Regions from separate parts of the Mus musculus genome. Here region 1 is linked to region 2. A link is a contact called in public Micro-C data. All regions are on one chromosome and are shown on one strand. The core of a region is the stretch at or near the end of the contact, and the rest is flanking DNA. Distances in the headings are between cores, read along the strand shown.

Evidence for each region. Hi-C and Micro-C count contacts between places; a contact is called where the count stands out from the background.
Region 1: a contact with region 2 is called in a Micro-C map of the G1E-ER4 cell line. The contact joins two enhancer-like sites. A contact is called at or near these places in 11 of 39 promoter capture datasets (the C10 cell line, cranial neural crest, embryonic stem cells and 6 more), 2 of 484 Hi-C or Micro-C datasets (the G1E-ER4 cell line and embryonic stem cells) and 1 of 9 other capture datasets (adipose tissue).

Annotation. Positions count from the first base shown.
Region 1 is chr10:83,191,161-83,197,666 of GRCm38.p6, reverse strand. It overlaps Chst11 (carbohydrate sulfotransferase 11), which reads right to left. Exons shown (of 3, transcript NM_021439.2): 3 at 1,767-6,506. The coding sequence ends at 5,868. Among named protein-coding and RNA genes, the nearest start is that of Slc41a2, 140 kb to the left of the region's middle. Within about 2 kb of position 1,351, at least 20 of the 459 cell types and tissues checked have an H3K27ac peak or open chromatin away from gene starts, as enhancers often do. A contact at or near this core is called in the G1E-ER4 cell line, where this site is marked.
Region 2 is chr10:82,680,864-82,688,238 of GRCm38.p6, reverse strand. All of the region lies in intron 1 of Glt8d2 (glycosyltransferase 8 domain containing 2), which reads left to right. Among named protein-coding and RNA genes, the nearest start is that of Glt8d2, 6.1 kb to the left of the region's middle. Within about 2 kb of position 2,573, at least 5 of the 459 cell types and tissues checked have an H3K27ac peak or open chromatin away from gene starts, as enhancers often do. A contact at or near this core is called in the G1E-ER4 cell line, where this site is marked.

The DNA of each region.
Region 1 (6,506 bases), core at 102-2,601, 510 kb before region 2:
TCCAAGATACAAGGTGGGTAGTATCTGAGGAATGATACTCAAAGCTGATCTCTGACGGACACACTCACACACTTACACACATATATACATACACTCATACACATACACACATATATACATTCACACACACACTCACATACTCACACTCTCACACATATACACACTCACACATACACACACATATTCACACTCATACACATACACCAATACACTCACACAATACACACATAGTACACACACTCACACACATAACTCACATATACATAGTCTCAAATACACTCACACACATACATACATAGTCACATACACATACTCTCTCACACATACATACATACAGTCACACATACACACATATTCACACACACACACACACAGAGACACAGTTTTTTAAGCAATGTAATACCATTTTGTTCAGGCTTAAGTTCAGTTCAGGGCAATCCTCCTGCCTCAGTGAGTGCTGGAATTCCGAGCTTGCCAGCCCGCCAAGTATCCCTTCCTTTTGTTTTACTGATAGCTGTTCTGTGTGGCTTTTCTGAGATTTGGGTTTTAGAAACAGCTTTCAAGTGGGATTTTGTGTGTGTGTGTGTGTGTGTGTGTGTGTGTGTGTGTGTGTGTGTGTATAAAAACATGGAAAAGTGTCCTGGCAACAAAGCTAGAAGATTCTGGGGTTTGGATAGCAAATGAGCGTGTACCTTAAGATCTGTATCTGGTGGTAATAAAGCCATCAAAGGGAATGGGGACTCTCAAGCTGGCTCCTGAGTCCATCTTTCCTTCTGGATCCCCCCCCCCCCCAGGTGGCCGTTCTCTTCCCATTTCTGTTATATCACGATGGACCCGAAAGCTCTCTTTTTTTTCTACACAATTCTATTACCTGAATCAGGAACCAAATAAATGTGCTTATCACTTAACCACCTCAAGTATTATGTTACAACAACAGAAAGCAGACCAAGACAATGCCCAGCTGTGGTGTTAACTATCAACTTGATGGAGATTTAGAGTCACCATGGGAACAAACCTCTCGGCATGTGAGAGGTGTTTTCAGACTGAGTTAATTGAGATGATACGGCCATTGTGGGCAGCATCATGCCCTGGGCTGGGATTCTGAACTGAATGAAAAGGAGAAAGTGAGCTGAGCACCAGCCTTCATCTTTGAAAGCCTCCTGGCTGTGGATGCGAGGTGACCAACTGCCACACCCTCCTCACCAAGACTTATGGATCTCTCACACCGTGAGCCAGAACAGGCTCATTCCTTAAGTTGTCCCAGTCACAGGAAGTGATGTGGCGCATCAGAGAGGAGCAGAGGTGAGTCTGCAGATCAGCTCTGTGGTTTCCTAGTTGCAGGAACGGACATCTGCTCAGAGGGAGACATGGTCTAGTGCCAGGGTGTAGGCTGTGAGGATTGGCTCTGCCACCACCCACGGGGGGGGGGGGCTTTATTTCCTCGCTCTTGACACAGAGGCAGGACCACACTAGCCAGAGAATCTTCCAGTGTGCGCAGAGACTTCTAGAGAAAAGCAGAATGAAGCAAAGTTTCCATTCACCCATTTAACAAGGAGGACCTGGCCACTGGGGGCAAGCAAGCTCCACCCTGGCCACTGAGGGGAAGGGGGCTTCACCCTGGCTGGATGACTAGCAGAGTCTCATCTCCACACTCACACACATGAGCAGATCACTTGCAGGCTGAAGGGCACAGCCCACCCCACTGCACTCCCCAGTCTTTCATTAATGAACCAAAAATAGTCCACACACAGAAAACAGATTCTGGCTTTTTTTTTTTCTTCTTCAATTTAATTGAAGTTACTTAGAAAAATAATCAGGCTTGAATGGCTTTTCCTGGAGGAACATTTCACGCATCTGTTGGCAACATAGAATTCAGCTTCTTTAACAGTATAGTAAGATACAGGGAGAGAATTCTACAACAGGCCCTCCTCGACTGCATACAAATATGTAAAAAACACACACTCCACAGAGATGTTAAATTCTATGTCCATATGCTTACTGAGCATGCTCAGAAGAGAATACGGATACCACCTTTTGTACCTGATGAGAGCAGATCAAAATCTGCCTGCTGCTGTCCAAGGGTTCAGCTGTTTCTAGAAGGTCCTGTTGTCTATTCAGAGGGGCTGTTTAGCTCTGCTGGGGGAAAGCTGGGGGGTGCTGGTGGGCAAAACCTGAGGGAGTGATGGAGTCAGTCCTGCTGACAAAGAGGTGGGCCAGGATGGGACATGGGTACCAGGAGTGCACAGGCTTGGGCAATTTGTGTATGTGTGTGTGCACATTTATGTGTGCATGTGTGTGTATGCATGTCTGTGCATGTGTGTCTATGTATACCCATGTGTGCATGTCTACTGTGCATGTGTGTATGCCTATCAATGTGTGCATGTATATGTATATATGCATGTCTATTGTGCATGTGTGTATATGTATACCCATGTGTGCATGTGTGTGTGCATGTCTATTGTGCATGTGTGTGTATACATGCCCATGTGTGTATGTATACGTATGGAGGAGGCCTGGGCAGAGGAAGAGAGTAGGAAAGCAAGCAAAATTCTCTGTGGTTTTGTCAGTTAAAGCAGGATAGTAATGCAATCATTATCACATGAGCTAAGAGTCCTAGGGGCTTATACAATGCTCAGGAGCATTCTTGGAGCATGGGCTAAACCTGTGTGCTCAGAAGGGCTGACCAAAGAGAAGTTTCTGGTTCCCATGTTCTCCTTGTGGCTGCAGAGAAAGCCTTACTCCCAGAACCAGGAAGAAAGGGTTGTCTGAGCCCCCCTCAATGGGCTGCCCTGATTCCCAGACCAGCTGAGAAAGGCACTGGGGCAGGGGGAGGCTATAGGGACTGCAGGCAGGGACCCCTGTGGCTCATAGTCTAAACTTTCTCGATAAATGAGTACACTAAGCAGGCATGTCCTTATCACTCTGCCTGTACCTAGTCCTAAAACACAGCTGCACCTTTGAACAGTGGCTCAGAGCTGGGACGCTGGCAGCTCCCCTTTCTAGCTAAGCACAAGAGGCATGCAGGAGAAAGCTTTTCCAACATTTTTTTTTCCTCAGTAGAAAACACTTGGATTTCCAAGCACATTTCACCAATGGATGTCTTTAGCCAGGAACACAGAAACCTTTCTACACTCTACAATAAACAGTCAAGCCGATACATATTTTGAAAATTGTCACTAGGAAGTGTGAACACAAGACAGGAGAAAGACTCCCTCATTCTGGAAGCGTATTGATACACTCTCCCCAGAAGGACAGTCTTTCTCCCTGTAAGAGAGAGAAAGGGAGTAAGTACCATCTGCACACAGCACTGGACCACAGACGGAAGACAAACAGATGCGGACCATGGAAATCAACACGAATCTCCATTTAAAACTCCTGAAGCACACAGTGAACAGTTCCAAACTGTGGGTGGAAGTGAGGAGTATCCCCACGAGGCCATTATCCCCACCAAGTGGCCTTTAAGGTGTCCTTAAGCCACCTGCCCCACTCCATAACACCCTAGGCTTCCCTCCGCTGTGCTTGGAGGGACGGGATCACTCTCTGGGGCAGTATCCAGATGAAGACACCCCAACTAGGTAAAGCAACACTCTCATAAAGTTCCCAGATGGACACTGTTTCTGCTGATTTGTGGAAGGATCTAGGAAGCAGCTGTCAATCTTTGCAGACCTCAGACAGGCTAGATCACCCTCACTGAAGGCTACTGTGTGAAAAACCAGCTAAGACATGGTCTGCCATACAGGATACCTAGGTCATGCAGCCCAGAAATGCTACATTCTCCCAGTTTCACAAGGCAGACTATGTATTCAAGGCTCTGAAAACTCCTGCAGACAGGAACCTGACTTAATTTTGTTTTCTAAGGATATGTGACCACAAACTGATGCCTTGGAGAGCCTGGGCTCGGTGGGACATGCATCAGCTACACCACGCCCAGGGCCTGAGCACCATGACTGCCTCTCTATTCCAGGGACAGCCAAGATCTGTCACTGTTCTTGGTCACACACATGACATAAATCTATTTATTAAAGGCGAGGGGAGAGAAATTGGGGAAGGTACCTGCGTTTTATAAATAGCCTCAGGCAGCCACTCTGGCTCACATTTCTCTCACATTAAATAAAATAATTTCCTCTGCGAGACAGTGTAGCAGTTACCGCTGCCCCCAGCCTCCTTGTGAGCCTAACAATACCATTTTAATAGTTTCTGTGAATAAATTACTCAATTTTATGTTTTTCAGAATATTCTTACCCCCTTCACTCTATACTGCATCAAAACAAACAAAACCCCACAAAAACACAAAAAGCAAAATTTACAGCCTACCAGCTCCCTTATCATCAGAACTATGTACAGCATCTGCTACGTACCCGGACACTGGCTGTCATGGGAATGTGGCTCAAATGTCAACCGCAAAGTATCAGAAACAACTAGAAATGAGGAATAGGTTTGGGCATTGATCAGCAAGGAACAGGAAAGAGCAAATTTCCAACCTTCTGGAGGAGAGGGAGGTCCTGGATGCTCTGCCAATGCAGGACATGGAGGGTGGGCATGTGCCTGTGGGTACCAACACTCCACCTTTGACCTTCACACTTGAACTCCGCCAGTCTCCAAATGTATGCAGTGCACTGTTTTAAGTGGCAGGCAGGACAAGATGTGGACTGGAGATCACAGTAGGAGGCCCTTGAGAAATGTTCCTCCCTTTCCTTAGTCAAGGCAGACATCACTAATCAATCACAGCAGTCCTCCATCCTTGCGCTTGGAGAATATTGTGGCTTATAGGCTTCTACTATGAAGACACTGCACTAGATATACATGATCAAAAGGGTTTCTGTCATTTCTTGTGTTGGGCAATGAACTACTTAGCTAGTTAAGTGGCCTGATCCAAATGTGTGGCTTTCAAATTTGAACTGTAGAAATACGCAAATTTGCTAGGGTCCTGGACCCTCTGGACCACTTGAGAATAGTCTAAAGTCTGTGTGAGGACCAAAGGGATGGGGGTGTTGGTTCACTGTTGAGCTGGATGCCCTGTGTTCACATAAAGCTTGCTGAAGGCCAAGGCTCCTGGTTTCACTCAATGTGCTATCTGCAGTCAAGCCTGGAGAATAGTAGATGCTCAATACTTATTGACTAGAAAACAACCATTATTCTGCCTTCGCTAGCACTGGAAAGTGCCACTTAAAGATTTCCACAGAAAGCCTATTCTTATAGCCTGCTAATTTCGGTAAAGAGAAATCGCTATCATCTGCTCTCTTCTTGGGTTAAAAAAATTTGCATTTCTTTACTACAAGGGACTTTGGGGTTGCTAGCAATCGGTTTGAACCAGTCTCATCCCTGTTTCTTAGTGCAAGGACAATTGACTTCTTTCTAGCAGGGTTTCTTGAATGGCCACAGGCACACATCCCGCAGCTGTCACCATGGGATTCTACACACGGTCAGTGGGGGAGATAACCCCCTCCCCTCCCCCAATGAGCCATAGCCAGCGAAGCACAGACTGTACTCTCCTCTGCACAGACAGGAGCAGGCTGCTGCCACAGACCACGTTTAAATAACTATAAATAAGATTCATTAGACTTTATGGAATGCAGTTTGTGGACTTCACCAGAACACAAGGACACCTTGGAGACAGTGTTGCAGTATCCACTTCTAAAAACAGGGATATTCCACCCCGCTCCCCTGCAAAGACAGCTGTCCTTCCCCGTGGAGAATTTTTAAATAATTCTTAACCATGCCGCTCGCAGCATCTCCCCCGAAGACATATTAACTTACAAAATAACCCAGTCTCCATAGAATTCTTTTGACAAATAAAAATCTTAAATTAAAAAGCAGGATTCTCTCCCTCTCCCCCAACCACCCCTCCCCCTCCCCTCCGCAGCCCTCTAATCCAACTTCAGGTAGTTTGGCACTGAGTAGTTGAACATTAAAAAGTCCAGTTTGTAGACTTCGTACAGCTGTGTCTGGTGCTCGGCGCTGATGTTCTGGAAGAACTCCGTGGTCATCTCGTCGGTAGTTCGGGTGGACTTTGCATAGGTGGGGAACTTCAGGTAGCCGCTCACTCCGGCCAGCTGCAGTACGTAATTGGAGTCCTCCTCCAGTGTCTCATACTTGCCCACGAGGTCGTAGTGGATGTGGCACGGGTGGCAGAGAGAGTAGACCGTCTGCCAGTGCTCGTTGAAGGGCTCCTCCCGCTGGGTGTGGGGGTCGATGAGGTAGGCCACGAACTCCTCGAACTTGACATCGTCCCCCTTGCGCAGGGCCTCCTGCGTGGCGTTCTTCCGCTGGCGTCGGATGATCTTGGTGCCGTAGCGCTTGTGGAAGGAGGTGTTGTACTTCTGCGTGAACTTGTTGCGGTAGGCAGACACCAGCCTCTCGAAGGGTTCCCGCACGAACAGGAACTTCATGTAGCTTTTCAAGCGGTGGTTGATCTCTGGGATGCTGTACTGGTTAAGGGTCTTCAGGTTGGCCGACACGTGGGCTTCGTTGGCTGGGATCTCCATGGGATCGCTGTACTTGCCCCG
Region 2 (7,375 bases), core at 1,324-3,823:
AGTTCTTCGGTCCATCATTGACATTTGATACCTCCCAAAGCTGCCTCCAGCTGTAATGAAGACAGGGTGACAAGCTTTTCTACACTGAATGATTATTGACTTTTATCATACTGAAAACATGACTCAGATGTCATCCAGCTTGGAAAAGCTGTGGGTCTTCCTGCCTTCATCCTTGGAATGGGACCACTGGCTCATCTGTAATGGGCTGATGACTCCTTTCTCCCGGGAGACAAGCAAAGTAACAAGAGCCGCTCATTCCAACTATCTTTAAGAAAGGACAGGCAGACCCATCATGGAGTCACAGTCCTGCCCTCAGTCATCACAGGTGTAGGTACAGCACTCAGGACACAGGCACAGCACAATTTTAGAAACAGTATGGAGGCTGGGGTTGGGAGTTCATGCCTTTAATCCCAGAACCCAGAAGGCACAGGCAGGGAGATCTGTGTGAATCTGAGGCTAACTGTTCTACAGAGTGAGTTCTTTGAACTGGAAACATTCAAGATCGGGGTTAGATATATGAGTCAGTGGTTAAGAGCACTGTCTCTTCTTCCAGAGGTTCTGAGTTCAATTCCCAGCAACCACATGGTGACTGTAATGGGATCTGATACCCTCTTCTGCCATACAGGTGTACATGCAGATAAGGGATGTGTACATAAAATGAAATAAATAAATCTTAAAAGACAAGAGCAAAAACAACTAAAGATAGAAACCTAAGCTATAGGATACCAGACTGGCATGAAGGGGGTTGAATATGGGTTGCTTATTGGGCGATGTCATTAGTGTTACTTTTAGGTGTGATCGTGGCATTTTGGTTATGTAGGAGGATGTCTTTAGTTTGTCTGTGTTTGTGTGTGTGAGTGTGTGTGCATAGGTGTGTCGGCCCATGTTTGTGACTGTAGAAGCTGAAGGACAATGCCAGGTGTCCTGCACTGTTTTCTGTTCCTTCTCCCCTGAGACAGTATCTGCTTCAAGCAGTCACTTCATCCATTGCTCCAGCAACCCTCCCATCTCTACTCCCCCCAGGACACTGGAGTTTCAGACACATATGGTTGTGCCTGGATTTTTACGTAGGTGCTAGGGATTTGAACTCAGATCTCATGCTCATGTGGCCAGCACTCTTAAGCACTGAACCATTTCCCTAGCCCTTACCCTACCCTCACTTTTAAAAGAGGCAGGCTGAGCTGGGTATGATGGTGCACATCTTTAATCCAGAACTCAGGAGTCTCTGGCAAGTGCCAGGACAGCCAGGGCTTTTATATAGAGAAACCTAGTCTCAAAAAACAAAACAAAACAAAATCTAAAAGAGACATGCTAAGCTATTTAAGGGTGATGTTGCACAATGTATGTATCTTCAAAGTATGTGTGTGTGCATTGCAGTTGAGCAAATGTGACAGCATGCTAGCAAGCTGGTGAGGAGACCACGGGTATTTTACTCTTTTAACTTTTGTAAACTTCAACTGTTTCAAGTGAAGCAAAGAAAAGAAAAAGAAAAATGAGCCTGCCGAAGCTTCATGGGTTTCATGGTGACTTTATATGAAATAATAAAAAAGTCCATGTGGCAGTTATGTCAATTACTGACTGGGGAAGACAGGGGTGGGGACAGAAAGGCTGGGTAGGAGGCAACTGCAAAGTTAATAAGGGGGTGAGGTGAAATAGGATGGGAGGGGAAACCGAAGGACCAATTAGGAGGTGTGACCCATCAGGGCCAGTGTATGCACAAGAACTAGAAGGTGCCAGGGTTCAAAGGCGTCTCTGCAGTGCCTGGGGTGCTGATTTCATGATGAACACACAGCATTTGTGGTTGTCCTGCTACAAGGCTGCATAGTCATCTTGGCCTATTGGTATTCTTGAGAGATTATGTTGCTAAGTGCTGAACACATGACTATGAACAAAGAGACAAATGTGCCAACTTCTATGAGGCTTTTGATGTATCATTTTGGGGAACAGTAACCAGGTTTCTTAGTTACAGTTTTTATTGCTGTGAAGAGACACCATGACCAAAGCAACTCTTATAAAGGACAACATTTAATTGGGGCTGGATTACTGGTTCTGAGGTTCAGTCCATTATCATCATGGCAGGAAGCATGGCAGCATTCAGGCAGGCATGGTGCTGGAGGAGCTGAGAGTTCTACATCTTGTTTCCAAAGCAAACAGAAAACTGGTTTACAGGCAGCTAGGGGGAGGATCTCAAAGCCTATCCCCACAGTGACACACTTCCTCCAACAAGGCCGTACCTCTTAATAGTGCTACTTTCTGGGCCAAGCATATTCAAACCACCACACCAGGGAAACCTAGTTATGTAGTAGCCAGTAGAGATAGCTACTGAGGAGATGAAGAACCGGGGGCGGGGAGGGGAGGCTTAGTGCCATATTTGGGGCAGTGGAGGGACCCTGAGGCTAGAGTTTGTCTGGCAAGAAGCCCAGGGTGCTCACGTGAGATCTCCTGGGAGGCACTGTCAGCCTTCTGACTCTTAGAGAAGCCTGGAATGGCAGGGATGGTCTTGAGCAGAGCAGAGCACCCAGCACAATAGTCTAAGTCACACCTTTCCAGGCTTACCACAGCTGCTTGGCTGTAAACTTGCTGAAGAGAGATAAGGCAGTGTAGTGCAGTCAAAAGATGGTGTCTGATGGGCAAGGCAGAGGCCCCGGAGGTGGTGATAATTCTGGGTGTATTCTGAAAGCTGAACAAAGAGGATGTGTGTCAGTGTTTGTGTAGACACACAGAGAGATGGGAGATAACATCCAGTCTGCTCTTTTGTTGGGACAATTAGAGAAATGAGGCTGTGGATAACTGGTTTGGGAAAGACTATAGGAAATGTGTGCTGTGTGTGTGTTGGGGGGGGGATATCAGAAACTCAGACTGGAATATGTGGATGCCTTTGGGCAGTGACGCCAAGTGTCCAGTAGGATTTAGAAGTATGTAGGCTATATGAGAGGCTTGAGCTGGGGACAGAGATGAAGTCATCATGTAAATAGTATTTGAAACTATGAATGTTTAAAACATGGTAGTGCCTCAGGAGGAAGGTAAGAGAGAAGAAAGGAAACCAAAGATTGGGATGTCCCACCACGCTCATGTTGGGTTTCAGGCGGCAGGAGCTAAAGCTATGGGGACAGTGGAACTGAACGTGTGCATACTTAAGGTGGGGGCAGGAGTAATGAAGGAGCTAGACTGTGCCAGGAGCGTATGAAAGAGAGGTTGTGGCTCGTGGACCATCTTCCGTCGTTCAGGAACGTTGATAGCCCAGACAGTCTCCTCATAGACTCGGCCCACTGTCACTTTTCGTGCCATGAGACAAAAAACAATCAAGGAAGAATGGGTTATTTTGGTTAATGGGGCACATAGCAGAGATGGCAAGGCAGCGGGATGAGAATGTACCTTTAGTCAGCCAAGATAGATGAATAGATGAATCCATGCTCCTACTCCTTTCTCACCAAGAGTGATGAATCGAAGCTCCGCCTTCTTTCTCACCAAGAGAGTTGAATCGATGCTCCGCCTTCTTTCTCCTTTCTGTGTTGTCTGGGACCCTGGCCCATGGGACGGTGCCACCCCCAGAGTGTTTCTACCTCAATTAAACCTCTCGGGGAAACACCCTCACATGCAGAGGCGTGCCTCGTAGATGATTTCTAAATCCTGTCAAGCTGACAATTACCTACCACAGGGGCTGTCAGGATGGCTCAGTTGTTACCGCATATGTTGCTCTTGCAGAGTGTATCAGTTACCGTTTTATTGCTGTGATAAAACACCATGGCCAAGGCCACTTGTCGAAGAAAGAGTTTATTTGGGCCTATGGTCCAGAGGGTTTTAGAGTTCACAATGGCAGCAAGTGGCAGGCATGGCGGCAGGAACACAAGTGGCGAGCCCGTATCTTGAGTACGAGTCACAGCACAAAGCTGGAAGACCACACTGGGAATGCTGTAAAGTTCGGACCCGAAAGCCTGCCCCCAGTCACATACTCTCTCCACCAAGGCCATAGCTCCTAAACCAACCAAACATCGCCATTCACTGGGGACCAAGTGTTCAGATGCCCAAGAATATGGGGCGCACCTCATTCAAACCACCACACAGAAGACATGTGAGGTTCCCAGCACCGACGTCACGTGGCTCACTAAAGCCCCTGACCTTGATGAGCATTGGCACTGGTGTATACAAGTACACACATGCACATAGTTTAAAATAATAAAATGTTTAAAAAGATTCACTTCCATAGCCTTAGACCTTGGATTTTCTGCTGGATTCAAGTTTCTGTCTACTACTCCATATGTTTTTATAAATCTTTCTATTATATATATATATGTAAGCATTATCTGCATGTACCTGTATGCCAGAATCGGGAATCAGACCCATTATAGATGGTTGTGAGCCACCATGTGGTTGCTGGGAATTGAACTCAGGGCCTCTGGGAGAGCAGTGTTCCTAACCTCTGAGCCATCTCTTCAACCTTATTTTTGGTTTATAGCCCTGGCTGTCCTGGAACTAGCTCTGTAGACCAGGGTGATCTTAAACTCACGTAAATCAGCCTGCTTCTGCCTCCTAAGTGCTGGGACTAAAGGCGTGCACCACCATACTTGGCAGATTTATTTTTAGATTGCGTATACGAGTGCTTTGCCTACATATATATGTAATGTAGTATGTAAATGCAGTGCCAGTGGGTGGCAGAAGAGGGCACTGGGTCGCCTGGACCTAGAGGTACTGGACCTGCCCTGTGGGTGCTGGCAGCTGAGGTTCCCTACAAGAGCATTAAGTGCCTCTAACCACTGGACATGCCTGCCAATAGAGGTCAGAGGCAACTCTATGGGGTTAGTCCTCTCCTTCCACCTTTACATCTGTTATTTTTATCTCCAGCAGGTGAGCAGTGAGACTTTTTGACTAACAGTGACTGATCAGTGACACTCTCCCTGTTGGGTATTGTTGGTACCTTTGTGGAGAATTAGTTGACTTTGTGTGTATGTTTATTGTTGACATCTCTTCTGTGTGCCACCTCTCTGCATCTGTTTCTATGCCAGTGTCACACTGTTTGGGATGTAATTTGACATTAGGGAGTGTGACACTTAGTTCTTGTTCAGGAATGTTTTGGCTACATGGGGCTCCAGTACCTCTGTGTGAATTTTAGGATAATTTTTTCTATGCCTTCTAAAACTGGAATGAATCTGCAGATCCCTTTGGCTGGTATTTACGGGCATCCTGACAAGACTGAGTCTTTTAATCCCAGTTATTTTCATTGAAGGGTGATTCATATAAAGTTCTAGAATCTTAAATCTAATAAAGTTGTCTGTTTTACTTGTCACGGAAGAGTTCTAGACAGGCAGAGTGACTTCCCTAGGACCTGCCAGTGCCTTATATTAATGAGGCTTCTGCTGTTGTTACATATTGTTTAAAGAGTGTTCTGTGATCTTTTTGCTTAGATAAAATATTAATTCATTAAAATGTTACAGAACAGTATAGTGAGCACTTATTTAGGGACTTGTCTCATCCTTAGTGCCTGTCATAATTTCCTGTCTCCATCTCTTCCTTTCTACATGCTTTATAACATCCGGCCCCGTTACCCTACTGTCTTAGTTAGGGTTTTGCTGCTGTGAACAGACACCATGACCAAGGCAAGTCTTATAAAAACAACATTTAATTGGGGCTGGCTTACAGGTTCAGAGGTTCAGTCCATTATCATCAAGGTGGGAGCATGGCAGTGTCCAGGCAGGCATGACACAGGTAGAGCTGAGAGTTCTACATCTTCATCCAAAGGCTGCTAGTGGAAGACTGATTTCCAGGCAACTAGGGTGAGGATCTTATACCCACACCCACAGTGACACACCTATTCCAACCAGGTCACACCTATTCCAACAAGGCCACACCTTCAGATGGTGCCACTCCCTGGTCCAAGGATATACAAACCATCACACGTACATATATGCATGTGTCTCCGGTGTTCAAGCATACATTCCTAGGGAGCCCTATGGTTTACCCACTGAGGAAATGTAACATCAGAGCAATGGTATCTCCTTACCTTTTCCAATAATAGAGTTTATCACTGGTTTCAAATATGCAACCAAGAGCCGTTCATTTAATCTCACTGTCAAGTCTCTAGAGATGTGCCAATATTTTTAAAAGATTTATTTTTATTTAATTCCATGGCTGTGGGATTGGATGGGTTGGCAATGCCAAGATTGACAGGACCAATCTTGTGCAGGTCCCAATCCAGCGAGTCAGAGCTGCTGTGGGTTCAAGTGTGTAAAGGTGCTGGGCCGACTGGAAGACAGTGTTCAACAATACTCTGCTCCTTCCTGTGGCTCTAGGTTCTTCCCACCCGCCTCTGCCATGATGTTCCTTGAGCTTGGAGTGGGTTATATAAATGCCCATAAGGCTGAGTTCTCAGCGATCACCTGCTCCCAGTGATCTGACATATTGTGAGTCTGGCAGTTACTCACTGCAAAACAAGCCTCTCTGGCTGAAGCTGACGGCGGGTCGGTCAGTGGGCAGAAATGTAAGTCTTTAGAAGGCAATTGGCAAGAACACTGTGCTCGCTGAACAGCAGTCAGCCCTTTAGTTTTCTTTCAAGACAGCCACATATTCAAAGAGGCCCAGACAATTCAGAATGAAGCACAATTCGGACTTGGCCGTGCCCTACTCTTGACAGAATCCTGGTGTCCCTCACATCCTGGGACACGAGTCTCCATTTGTTCTGCTGTTGATGACGATAAGTTTGTTCACTTTGTTATGATGGGGCTTTCCACCACAATTCTTGAGAAACTCCTCTTGCAATTCATAACTAATCTTGCTACTTCGAGACTGGGAATTTCTTGTTTCCCAACAACCTCTCACTAGATTGTCCAGGTTTATTTCCCCTGAATTAGTTATTAAGCATGGAGGTTGCAAAGTGATCTCATAGGCACTGTGCAGGTGAGGGATCTCAACTTTCCCAGGGCAGGAGTCTTATGTATGATGGAGCCAGGACTTGAACCTTGGTTCATCTGACTGCAAGACTCCCTCCTAACCTAGCAGCATGCCAGGCATCTTGGAGAACCATCACTATTTTGGTCCTATGATTGCAGAATTTCCATTGTATTTTCCACTGGGATTTTTGAGGTCCACGAGGCCATGCTATCAGAGAGGAGATGAAATTATAAGGTGAGGAGGGTACAATTTGAACATGCTCCATTTCCCCCAAATGCTTCAAACCAAACCGCATGCCAGGCAAGCGGTCTATTACAGAGGCACATTCCACCTGCTTTCCATAAAGCAGACTCCATGTGGGAGTGCTCTGCATCTCAAAGAGATACCACATGGCTTAGGTCTTCCTACACTCCATCTGCTTCAGGACCATGCCTCCTCCTCGACTCGTTGTTGGGCCTTTCTATTACATATGCCAGTGCTAATTTTCTGA